2 separate regions of the Mus musculus genome follow, and region 2 is linked to region 1. The links are chromatin contacts, called in public Hi-C maps. All regions are on one chromosome and are shown on one strand. The core of a region is the stretch at or near the end of the contact, and the rest is flanking DNA. Distances in the headings are between cores, read along the strand shown. Region 1 has its middle 22 kb from the start of Stfa3. Region 2 overlaps Cd86 (CD86 antigen).

Evidence for each region. A called contact is a pair of places that touch in the nucleus more often than the background predicts.
Region 2: a Hi-C map of regulatory T cells shows a contact between it and region 1, with 5 times the contacts expected there. The contact joins two enhancer-like sites. A contact is called at or near these places in 3 of 39 promoter capture datasets (hippocampal neurons and liver), 5 of 15 datasets of contacts at CTCF or cohesin (embryonic stem cells, hippocampal excitatory neurons, pro-B cells and 1 more), 97 of 484 Hi-C or Micro-C datasets (the AML12 cell line, B cells, the Ba/F3 cell line and 46 more), 13 of 115 datasets of contacts at active chromatin or transcription factors (CD8 T cells, Th17 cells, a beta-TC-6 cell line and 8 more) and 1 of 9 other capture datasets (embryonic stem cells).

What each region holds. Positions count from the first base shown.
Region 1 is chr16:36,474,370-36,480,940 of GRCm38.p6, reverse strand. No RefSeq gene overlaps it. Among named protein-coding and RNA genes, the nearest start is that of Stfa3, 22 kb to the right of the region's middle. Within about 2 kb of position 3,885, at least 82 of the 459 cell types and tissues checked have an H3K27ac peak or open chromatin away from gene starts, as enhancers often do. A contact at or near this core is called in regulatory T cells, where this site is marked.
Region 2 is chr16:36,619,212-36,625,338 of GRCm38.p6, reverse strand. Cd86 (CD86 antigen) reads left to right here. Exons shown (of 8, transcript NM_019388.3): 3 at 4,300-4,635. Among named protein-coding and RNA genes, the nearest start is that of Cd86, 44 kb to the left of the region's middle. Within about 2 kb of position 2,823, at least 4 of the 459 cell types and tissues checked have an H3K27ac peak or open chromatin away from gene starts, as enhancers often do. A contact at or near this core is called in regulatory T cells, where this site is marked.

The DNA of each region.
Region 1 (6,571 bases), core at 2,636-5,135:
AAGAATTTCTATTGCCCCCCTTCCCATAAGTACTTCTCCTTTTGCTTGTATTGCCCTACCCCTCCCACTGATAATTACTTCCCCTTTTGCTTGTATTGCCCTACCCCTCCCACTGATAAGTATCTGTACTTCCCCCTTTGCTTGTGCATTTAAACCTTGGACCTTTCTCAATACATTGGGGTCTTGATACAACTTCAGAACGGTTTCCGTGTCGTTATTCGTACAAGACCCTCGTCTCTCTCTACCCCCCATTTGGTTCTTAGGAGGAGATCCCCTCGAGATCCTCGAATAACTGGACCTGCTGGACGGGTCACTATTCCATGGCAGAACATGTCACTCAGAGCCATCTGAACCTGTGTTCCCAGGCCATGATCACTCATGTGGCTCGCAATAAGGCACCCCCTATTCTCTTTGAAACAGGAGCTGTTTTATGTGAACAATATACAACCGCCTTCAAATGATGACCACCATGATCTGCCCTCAACAATGATCCTACCAGCTCACTTTAGCCTTAACTTTGAAATTCCCTTTTAGTAATTTTCTACTAATACCACACCCAATGGTTTAGAATCTCTACTGCTATTTGTTGGAGTTGAGTCCAACTTGGCAAAGTTTCCTTGAGGCTGTCCCTCTATCTATCACCAAGCCCCTAATACATTGAAACTCCAAGATGAGACCCCTGACATCCATAAAAGAGTTCATGGAGCTTCCATAGAAGTTGACCAGAGAGAAAAGATTGAATAATAGTTTGCTTTGAATTCTTTGAGACTATCATACATGTGTGATATAATGGGAACATATTCACCCTATCCCCCATTAACTATCCCTGGATTCCCACCAATATGTTTCCCTCCCAGCACCATGCCCTCTCCCTCCTCTTCCTCTCTTGAGAATGCCATGCTAGCTAGTTTTATGTCAACCTGACACAAGCTATAGGGAGGAGAGAGCCTCAGTTGAGAAAATGTCCCCTTAAGATCCAGTTGTAGGCAAGATGGAGGGCATTTTCTTAACTAGTACTTGATGGGGGATGCCCTAGCCCATTGTGGGTGGTGCCAGGCCTGGACTGCTAGACTTGGATCCTATAAGAAAGCAGGGGAGCAAGCCATGAGAAGCACACCAATAAGCAGCTCCCTCCATGTCCTTTGCATCAGCTCTTGGCTCCAGGTTCCTGCCTTGCTTGAATTTCTGTTCTGATTTCTGTTGCTGGTGAACAGCAATGTAGAAGTGTAATCTGAACAAACCCTTTCCTCCCCAAGTTGCTCAAGGTGTTTTGTTGCAGTAATAGAAACTCTAAGATAACTGTCATGCCTGAGTACTGTATTTGCATGCTTTTCACACCTTCTTTCCCTCCCTACCTCCGTGTGTGTGTGTGTGTGTGTGTGTGTGTGTGTGTGTGTGTGTTTAAAAAGATAACTAATGGACTCACAGAAGCTGTGATTAACTGCATAAGACCTGTACAAAATCAAATAAAGCCAGCCAAGATTCCAGCATGGATAAGGACCTCAAAACCTCATCTGTAACTAAGGAGCAATTGATAGTTGGTGCCTGCTGGGGGAGTGAGAATCCTTTTTCTTAGGGCATGTGGACACTGGTAGATTGCCCATGCTGCAGTGGATGGATCCACATTTCCACACACAGCTGCATCACTTTGTATTCATTATAAAAAACATCTAACAGATTGAAAGGATGGAGTAGGAACTGGAGGTATGAGTCCAGTTGGAGGTGTGCCTTCCCTGGAGGTGTGAGTCCAGTTGGAGGTGTGCCTTCCCTGGAAGTGTGAGTCCAGTTGGAGGTGTGCCCTCCCTGGAGGTGTGAGTCCAGTTGGAGGGGTGCCTTCCTGGAGGTGTGAGTCCAGTTGGAGGGGTGCCTTCCCCGGAGGTGTGAGTCCAGTTGGAGGTGTGCCTTCCCTGAAGGTGTGAGTCCAGTTGGAGGGGTACCTTCCTGGAAGTGTGAGTCCAGTTGGAGGGGTGCCTTCCTGGAGGTGTGAATCCAGTTGGAGGTGTGCCTTCCCTGGAAGTGTGAGTCCAGTTGGAGGGGTGCCTTCCCCGGAGGTGTGAGTCCAGTTGGAGGTGTGCCTTCCCTGGAAGTGTGAGTCCAGTTGGAGGGGTACCTTCCTGGAAGTGTGAGTCCAGTTGGAGGGGTGCCTTCCCTGGAGGTGTGAATCCAGTTGGAGGTGTGCCTTCCCTGGAAGTGTGAGTCCAGTTGGAGGTGTGCCCTCCCTGGAGGTGTGAATCCAGTTGGAGGTGTGCTTTCCCTGGAGGTGTGAGTTCAGTTAGAGGTGTGCCTTCCCTGGAAGTGTGAGTCCAGTTGGAGGGGTGCCTTCCCCGGAGGTGTGAGTCCAGTTGGAGGTGTGCCTTCCCTGGAAGTGTGAGTCCAGTTGGAGGTGTGCCTTCCCTGGAGGTGTGAGTCCAGTTGGAGGTGTGCCTTCCCTGGAAGTGTGAGTCCAGTTGGAGGTGTGCCCTCCCTGGAGGTGTGAATCCAGTTGGAGGTGTGCTTTCCCTGGAGGTGTGAGTTCAGTTAGAGGTGTGCCTTCCCTGGAGGTGTGAGTCCAGTGGGAAACATGCCCTCTTACCTTGTGCAAGAGCTCAGGTTGAACTCTGGGACAGCAAAAGAGGAAGGAAAAACAAAAGCTCTATCATGAACCTTTGAAACAAGAAGACATGAGGTGTTTACATCGAACCTACATTGCAAACAGGATATGTCACAGGGGAAGCTTTGGGATAAATGGCAGCCCAGAGGACAATAATCCCCGCACTAAGAGGGCTGAAAGGGGATGATGTAAGTTCGAGACCAGTAGGGGCTACAGGGTAAAGCCCTGTCTCAAAAAAATGGACTGGAAAGATAGCTGCTCTTCCCGAAGACCCTCGTTCAGTTCCCAGCATTCACACGGTGGCTCAAAACCATCTGTAACTCCACTTCCAGAGGACCTGACTGCCTCTTCCAGCCTCTATGCCCCCCCCCCCCACATGATTCACAGGCATACATGCAGGCAAATACTCACACACATGAAATAAACATAAATATATTTTAAAATCCACTGTCTTTAGGTGAACAGATTACTGCTGTCCTTCAGATGTCTCCCCCTGGATGTCCAAATTTAAAGTTACCATATGATCCTTGCAATGCCTCTTTCACTAAGCCTTGGATAGAGCTCAGCTCTTCCCACCCTTTGCTGAATTCCAGTATAAAACAAGCACCTGAGAGTACCGTGTGCTAAAGAATCTCACCCTTCCTAACGCTGTGACCCTTTGATACAGTCTGTCATGCTGTGCTGACTCCCAATCACAACATTATTTTCATTGCTACGTCATAACTGCAGTTTTGCCCCTGTTGTAAATTGTAATGTAACTAAATTCCTGTGTTTTCTGATGAGCTGAGGCGACAGGTCAGTGGACCCCCAAAGGTTGAGAGAACCGCCGTGTTAAAGTCCTAGTAAGGAGCTCCTAATTACTGAGTGGCCTGCAAAATGGCTCCCAATAGTGTCCATGTCCTGGCCCGCAAAGCCTGTTATGTTAATGGCCAGTAATGAGGTTGCATGTGGAATTTAGGTTGTTAATCAGACAACCCTGAGATCAGAAGTGTGTCCTAGGTTCTTTGGGTGGGCCCAATGTTATCTCCAGAGTCCTTTCACGTAAAAGAGGGAGGCAGGGAAGCCAAAGCCAGAATTAGAGAGACTTTGAAGGTGAAAGTGGCCATAGAGCAAGGAAAGCGGAAGCCAGGAACGAGGCTGGTTTGCCGGCCTCCAGTCTGCCGGCACTATGATGTAATCAAGCAGATCTCCAGATACGTGAAATGATGCTTCCGGGTCATGTGAGGTCTGGGTCTCAGGGTCTGTGGTAACACACTACAGCAACAACAGGAAACCATGACACTTACCCTTTCAGGGTCTTGGCTTCCTACTGTGTGGGAGGAGGTTCCCCGATCTGACAGTGTATGGTCACAAGTCTTCCTGAGCCATGAAAGATTTGTTCAAACCAAAAGACTGTGGGTTCAAACCACGGCCACTTCTGAAAAACCTCACATGCTGCTGGGAACTGGCAGTCACGAAACTAAACACTGCAAAGGTAAATCAGATAAATCCAAGATGCCAACACAGTTTAAAGGGCCACTGGCAGGCCTCCTTTAGAAGAGATACACACCTACAGAGACATACAATCACCTACCCTCTGAGTGCCAGAGTTAGAGGAATGGACCACATGCTCGTGTGTGTGTGTGTGTGTGTGTGTGTGTGTGTGTGTGTGTGTGTGTGTGTGTGTGTTTAATTCCTAGTCCCCACATCTACATCTTTAAGTGCAGGGAATTTGATGCCCTTTTCTGACCTCCTCAGGCCACCACACATATGCGGTACGCATCATGCACTCAGGTGCACACACACACACACACACACACACACACATTAAATATTTTTTAAAGATTACATATTAAGGCTATGACTATTTTAGAGTGGTAGCACACTTGACTATCAAGTGTTATGCCTTGGCTTAATCTCCAGCATTGTCAATTTTCTTTTTTAAAAATAAATAAAATAAAAGGTATTTCTAGGTGACATGAATCTAAAGGGACTCAGTGTCACCAAATGTGGCTTGTTGTACTAGAAATGCAAATGCAGTCTTAAAAGGGTTTTTTTTTTGAGATTTTATATATTTTATTTTAATTTATGTATAGGGTTTTTTGCCTGTATGTGTGTCTGTGCACTGTGTGTGTATATAGTGCCCTCAGAGACTATAAGAAGGTTATAGATAGCATGTTAGAGAATTAGAGAGTTGTGAGCCGCTATGAGGGTGCTGGGAATTGAACCTGTGTCCTCTGAAAGAGCAGCCAGTGCGCTTAATGGCTGAGCCAACACTCCAGCCCATAAACAGAGTTTTATAAGAAGTTTAGGAAGTGTCGTGAATTCTCTCATGGTTTCAGAAAACTGATTGTGTGGAAGAATGGCTTTGTCCTTAAGAAATGCATGATGAACAGTTTCAGAAAGAGCTGAATAAATACTAAAATATATATCACAGAAATTAATAATTGTTTGATCTACACGGTGGTTCAGTGGTCTTTGTTGCATAGTCTGCCTGGGTGTTTGGAAATTCTACAATAAAAACTAGAGAGAAGGGAATGGAGGAGTGGCTCAGAGGTTAGGAGGTCAGAGGTTAGGAGGTCAGAGGTTAGGAGGTCAGAGGTTAGGAGGTCAGAGGTTAGGAGGTCTATGACTCTTACAGAGGACCAGGGTTTAGTTCCCATCACAAGTGTCTGGCAGGTTACAATCACCGTAACTCAAGCTCCAGGGCAGCTGACACCCTCTTCTGGCCTTCTCAGACACCCATGTGCACACACGCACACAAATGAAAATAAAATAAATCTTAAGAAAAAAAAACTGTGGAATATGAAACATATAAAATAGACTTATATGAAAACTTAAAAAGTTAAATTTTTAAAAAGCTAAGGGAATTTGTTTCTAAAACTATTCATAGGTACTTATTAAACTCTTATTCCAAATTTTACATTTTAGTTTTAAATTCCTTCTACAGAGTTTTCTTTCTAAAATTAATTGCATCCCCAACAGAGTAAAAAATTAGTAAATAAAATTAATAGTATTGTTGGTGACATAGTTCAGTGGTAGAGAGCCTGCCTAGTACATCTAAGTTCTAACACCAGTCCTTCCCCCACCAGAAGAAGAAGAAGAAGAAGAAGAAGAAGAAGAAGAAGAAGAAGAAGAAGAAGAAGAAGAAGAAGAAGAAGAAGAGGAGGAGGAGGAAGAAGAGGAAGAATAAGAAGAACAAGAGAGAAAGAGAGAAAGAAAAAAATTAATTGCAGTAGTTCAGATTTTGGCAAATGTAAACTAGCTTTAGTGCATTTCCAGTTAGAAAACTCACAGCATAGGATGACGTCACTCTCTGAACCAAGGGAAACGGTTTCCCTCTAGATGAAGCCCAGTTTGGTAGAGGGGGGATTTTTGCTCTCAGCAACCCATAGATTTCATTTCTTGATTTTGCCAACAAAACAGATAGAAATGAAACTCTAAAAATAAAAAATGGAAACTTATGGACAAGTGATAAAGGCAATCAGGACCACTATTACCTATATGTCAACATCCCATACACCACAGGAGACAGACAGCACAAGAAGTTAGTCATCAACTCTAAAGGCCCAGAGCTAAGCCACCTCCTTCTTACTAACATATCTATAAGAAGCTATAACAGGGAATAAAGGATAAACATTCTAATTAGTCTAAGATTAAGAATTGGTTAAAAAATATAAGACACATAGACACAAGTTTCTTTCTAAGCTTTTTAAAATATCTGATTTCTATTTGTATTAAAACAACAGCCAGATGTGGTGGCACACTGGGCTGGAGAGTTGGCTCAGCTTTTAAGGACGTGCAAACACCCCAGTGCAAACACCTCATCTGGAACTCCAGTTCCAGGAACTCCGACACCCTCCTCCCATCTCTGCAGAGCTGAGTGCATATGTAGCGTGCATATATATATATGCACGTATAGGCAAAACACATATACACATAAGATAATAAAGTAAATATATCTAAAAAAAAAGTTTGAGTTTCTGTGCCTGGGTTCAAATA
Region 2 (6,127 bases), core at 1,574-4,073, 150 kb before region 1:
TGTTGTGGAGAGGCGGACTCTCTTCCCCCAGATTCTGTAGGTTCTGGCTTGGGTGGTACATGAAAATAGCATTCATGGGTCTCCTTTTAGCTCTATCTCTTGTCATTGTCTACCAACACTAAATCAAGTACCTGGGGTAAACTAACAATTCAAACTTAATCTACTCAAAGAGCCATTAGTTCAGCTGCTGTCTTGGGGCCTTTTCAGATTTAAGAGGAAATAGAGTGTATCTCTTGCTATCTACTTGAAAACATCCAACAAGCCATCGGATATGGTGCCTGGGACTTGACTAATGGCTATGGACTGGAGATACGCACCTTGTAGCTTATCCCTGAGAGTTCAATCAGTGGGCATACAGAATAAATCCCAGAGTAAACAGACACATGGACCAGGAAGTCAGACTGAGGAAGTTAATTCCAAGTAAACTGGAGTTTAAAGCCATGTTACTTTTGGTACAATGGCCAGATGGGGTGAGGTCCAAAAGAGCACAGAGCTTTCTTGATGAAAACTGGTAACACCTTTTGTCAGAAAAGCTTCAGGAGAGACAGGAGTGAGCCGTGTAGGGGGAGAAAGCTGTCTCTGCTCACTAGGGAATCGAACAGAAAAGAAAAGCAAGGGCAGAGGGGACCTGTTGAGACAGGATGATGAGCCTGGAGGCTGTGTTTAGAGAAGTAGACTATCACAAATTTCAAATGTTACCTATCTGTTCAGTGAGATTATTTCCTGTAAGGGTACTTACCCACCCAGCTGTAAGATCAGATCTGTAGATTCGAAAAAAGTTTCTTTAGCATAACTTCTACCAGGGCCAAGAGATATATTTAGTGGCTTTTTACTGGTGAGAAATGGTTAAAAAGCTGTATTATGGATTTATTTTGTGTGTGTGTGTGTGTGTGTGTGTGTGTGTGCTGTCCAGTATAATAGCCACTATCCATATGTGACTCATTAAGTTTTAATTAATTAAGATTAAACAAGATGAAAAAAAATTCAATTTCCCTCTCCAGCACTGTAAAAAATGATCCAGTTTCTTGGTCACAGTTACTACTTGTTGAGGATTCACATTGTGCAAAACCAGAGAAGAATTCTCTCCTCTCAAAGTATTCTTTCGGAGGAATAATACTGTGAAATCAAAGACTGGGGTCTAAGAGAGCTAACATCTCAACAAAGTTGAAGAACAGCTATGAAGAAAATGAGAGTAAACACTGGGGGTCAGATCTGAGGTATTAAGCCCTCTGGGACACTGCTCAGGATTGTGCCATGGGAAATGGAGGGTTGCTGAGCAGGTCTGTGGGTGAAGGTCTCTGTGGTAGATAAAGTAAGGAACTTTGACACAAGGTTGTTGGCAGACTTGTTATTGATGAATAAACTGTTACATTATCTTGGTGGTTATGTTGAGTATTGGTTAGAGAGAAGAGCCTTGAATATAATGCCGAAATCCTCCTTGAATGAGGACACAGTGACCAATAGTTAGTACTTCATAACCATGAGATAGGAGACACCTCTGAGTGGAGAGGTGCTCCTCAAAGCCCTTGCTGAGGAAGCCAGGAGTGTCTTGTGGGCCACATGGAGTCCTTTGGGTAGAACTAGATTCCATGGAAAGGACATAGAGGGTAATATTTATTGAAGAGGATCAGCTATAGTGGGATCTAGTACAATGGAACGGGACTTTCAGCGGGCCTAGAAAGGCTTTGGGCGAAGTTTACAGAAAGAACAAGAACCTTGGAGTGTAACAAGCAAAGAAAATGCAGAAGAGATGATGAGTTTGGGGTAACCGACCAGGGAAGACTGATATTCTGGTGAGGTCATAGACTCACAAAGTGGGACACTCCAGGGGTTTCTGTCTGCAGAGGTCCTTCAGTATTCTTGATCACTGGTTCCTGAGTGGGGAGATATGTGGCTGAATTCTTGTGTCCTTGGCTCCTGGCTGCATCATAACAATCAGTCATAGCTAAGTCTAAAGCATTTCTTTAACCCACATGTTAGAAGAGGGAGGATTTCTCAGTGCTTTCCACCAATGGAATTCTAGGGAGTTCACTTGCTTTGAGGCCCCAAGTTCTGGGGACCATAACAGTGGAGGCCTGAAGGCACTGGGAAAGAACAGACCTTGAGTCAAATCTTCCCGATATGGTCACAGCTAAGATATGTCTGCTTGGTTCAGAGTACAATCAAGACAATCAGGGTCTGATGACAAACCAAGCATGTGGAATGTGAAATACTTTCAGTTCCATTCAGAATGGCTACAGAGTAGTTTCTCGCCCCGTGGGGAGGAGAAGGGGACTGGAGAGGTAGAAGTGTATGTGGCTGGTTATCAGCTCTGATCCCCTCAGCTTCCCAAATAGAAGTTCATGGTAAAATGCAGGTTCTGATTCAGATCTTGTGTGGAACCAGAGAGTCTGTGTTTCTGACCAGCCCTCAGGTGAGGCCAAAGGCTTTGGTCTACTTTTTATTGGTAGGTAAAGAGGGAACTGAGGGAAGATGAAGTCCCTGTTACTTTGTGGGAGAGGGGGACTGGGTCAGAGAAGTTGGAGAGGGAGTGAATGGAAAGGAGATTGGGTACTCTGGGTCTCCACAGAAGAAAAAGAGTCTGTGTGTTGAGCGGATGTAAGAATCTCAGAGTGAGTTCACTTCTAGACCCAGGAAGTGCAACTAAAAACTGGGCAATATAAGAACACACCAACCAATAGCTGGCCAGTGCTTTGCTTCAGCTGCCTGCTTGGTTTCTCCATCAGAAATCATTTGCCCAGAATCACAATAAGTTAGAGCCAAACCAGAATATGTCCTGCCCTCCGCACAGTCCACCAGTCCTCACCAAACTTCGAACATTTACAGTAGGTGGCACTCTTGCCTCTCACTTAAGAGATTAGCAGAGGTGGAACAAAAAGCCAAATACAATAAATTTTTCTTAGGTCAATTTTTTGGTATTGTGGGAACTCAGTGATCTCCCTCTTCCCTCTGATGCAGACATGCATGTGTCCTTCACGGATGTCTGGAGTATCCTCTGAGACCCCTTGATTGTAGGTTCTCATGGGGTGTTCTGCTTTGCCAAGTCCATGCCATCGTACCTGCCTATACTATTTCCTGTTTAAAGGGAGGCTAATTGGTCAGGTCAGTTTAACTTCTGACTCACCACCACTGTGAGTGGGACTCCTCATCTCCCTCACCCATCACTGGCCCTCCCTTCCCTCCCTTCCTGAAGTCCCGAAGGACGAGCTGTTTTTATGAAGACTCTCCTCCATTCTTCTCCCCATTGCAGCCTCCAGCTTCATATGAGCCTTTAAAAGGCACACCCACCTCACCTTTCACCTTTCACCTTTCACCTCTCGCCTCTCATCTCCCTCTATTTATTTTCTTTGCTGAGTCTCCAGCAATTCTGTGGCCTAGAAAAAGTCCCATAAGCTGGCTTATGCCAGTGCGTCCTCTCTCTGAACTTTTCCATCATTGCTCCCTTTGGGTTCTAAAAGTTTCCAGGGCACTGCAGCCCAGGAGTAGCCATTGGTTTCTTCAGGGTTTCTGCAGTATGACAAGGCTCATCCTCACCTTCCCACATACAGTTCTCTCCCAGCAGCTTGCTCATCTTCCTTAAATATCCTGACCTCTATCATCTCCCAAGAGCCATTACATTTGCCCAGCTTCCTTTCTGGTCCCTGAAAGATTCTAGAGAGGTCACTGAGAATAGAGACATTGCTTGACACTTGAGTCACTTCAAACCCCCTTTTTCTCTGGCTCTGGGAGTGGAGGCTGTGGGGGCAGGAACTAGTTGAATGTCAAAGAAGTGACTCAGTAGGGCTCCCAAATAATGGAGACTAATAAAAGGTGGTAGCAAGTGAGGAACCATCCATCATCAACAATCTTTAAAAAAACAAAAAACAAAAAACAAAAAAACCCAAAAAAACCAAAAACATAGCAGACCAAAGTATAAAGGGATTGCATGGGGCAGGCAGGGTTTAGGCAGATGGCATAGCAGTTGTGGAGGCCTGTAGCAATTATGATGATGGTAGTCAATGCTCTGGTTTTGAAATTCGCAGAAGCACAGAGAGAATCCTAGAACATTACTACAGACCACTTCCTTAATCTGGTGAGAAAACAGATTCACAAAGTTTGCAGCCTGCACATGTGAACCAAGTGGAGCAAAACGAAAGCCTGAGCTTCAGACGTCCAGCATGGATGCCTGGTTCCAGATCCTAGCACCCACCTCTCCAGTACTATCACTGCCTGACAAGCTGGAAGCTGGGTGCTGTTTCAGAGCAAGGGATCTTCCTCTTCTTGTCTCCTCTTTCCTAATTCTCAGTTTTTCTATTTTAGATGCTGTTTCCGTGGAGACGCAAGCTTATTTCAATGGGACTGCATATCTGCCGTGCCCATTTACAAAGGCTCAAAACATAAGCCTGAGTGAGCTGGTAGTATTTTGGCAGGACCAGCAAAAGTTGGTTCTGTACGAGCACTATTTGGGCACAGAGAAACTTGATAGTGTGAATGCCAAGTACCTGGGCCGCACGAGCTTTGACAGGAACAACTGGACTCTACGACTTCACAATGTTCAGATCAAGGACATGGGCTCGTATGATTGTTTTATACAAAAAAAGCCACCCACAGGATCAATTATCCTCCAACAGACATTAACAGAACTGTCAGTGATCGGTATGTGGTCAGTGCTGTGTTTAGATTGTCGGCTGCTCAGATGAGACCATGACTGAGCAAAGAAACATTGAGGGTGGATATTTGAACAGACTGGAAATGAAGGCAGAAGAGAGTCACTTCTAGAAAGTCCATTTGGAGGGAATGTGGGGTCTGAGAGTGGGGAGCTGAAAGCCCTTTGTACTTTGACAGCTTGTTTCTTGGAGATCAGTGAGAATTTTTTGAGATAAGATAGGGCTAGGTGAACAAAGCAACACAGACAGATTATAACAATGGACAATGTAGCCACTCCTTCTATTTTCTCCTTTTAGTCTAAGATTTTTTTCCACCCGTAGTAATCTGGGTCTCTTGCTTTATCTCTTAGGGTTCTGTCATTCTGAGAATAGCGTATAAATGGAGCTGAACTTTAATCTTTAAGATGAACTTCTTTTATTCAGCAAAATGCCTTTTGTGTTTCATATAAGTTGAGTGTATCAAAAATTTGGAAGTTTTATTTTTTTTAATTGATGAATTCCATTATACTGTCAATCACTGAAAGATACTGGGTTGTTTCCAGTTTGAAGCTGTGACAAACTGAGCTGCTATGCAAGTGTCAGCCTCTGTGTGGATGTATTTGTATTTCTCTAGTGTAGATTCATTCTGAGGCATAATGTTGCTGGACTCGAATGAATTCTTCACGAACTTGGAAAAGGCAGACTGACACCTTTTGAGAAATAATCCTCCTAGAATGAACCATTTCTAAATCCACAGGATAAACCACAGGATAAAACAGGCAAACCCAGACACAGCATGGAGGGTTGCTCTCCTTGAGCGTGACTTGATTCAGTCGTGGCTACAGGGCTTCCATTTAACAAGGTGCTAAGTTTGGGTTCTCAGGGTGTGGCAGGCCCCTTTGGAGAAACAGTGTGTTTTAGGAGGGGGCACAGACCAGCCTTTAAAACAGGTTGTCTATTCATTATAATGTGTATCAGTACTACAACTTAACTCATGACTGCAAAAGAGATTGTTGATGAAGCTGAATGGACTCTAGCAATTCTTACCAAACATCAGCAGAATGTTCAGGGAGCACAATGAGATTGCAAAAACTCAAAAGAGGATGGCATGCAAATGACTTCCATTGTTACATTGTTACATGTTACATTGTTACATGGTACAATCATTTTGCTTATGAGTTCCGCCTTTAGTGGCTGAGCCATCTCTCCAGTTTCGTACTCAATTATCAACTAATATGTAGAATCCACACGTGTCAGGTCCAGGATCTTTGTGCCAGTGTACTTCAGCCCTAAAAACACACAGTGGTAAACAAAGAGGAGAGAGTTTTGAATTTGCCTCCATATGAATCATTTTTTTCAGCAGAGTGGTCTGCAACCTTCCTAATGCTGTGACCCTTTAATATACTTCCTTATGTTGTGGTGACCCCCAACCATACAATTATTTAGTTTCTACTTCATAATGGTAATTTTGCTACTGTTATGAATCATAATGTAAACATCTG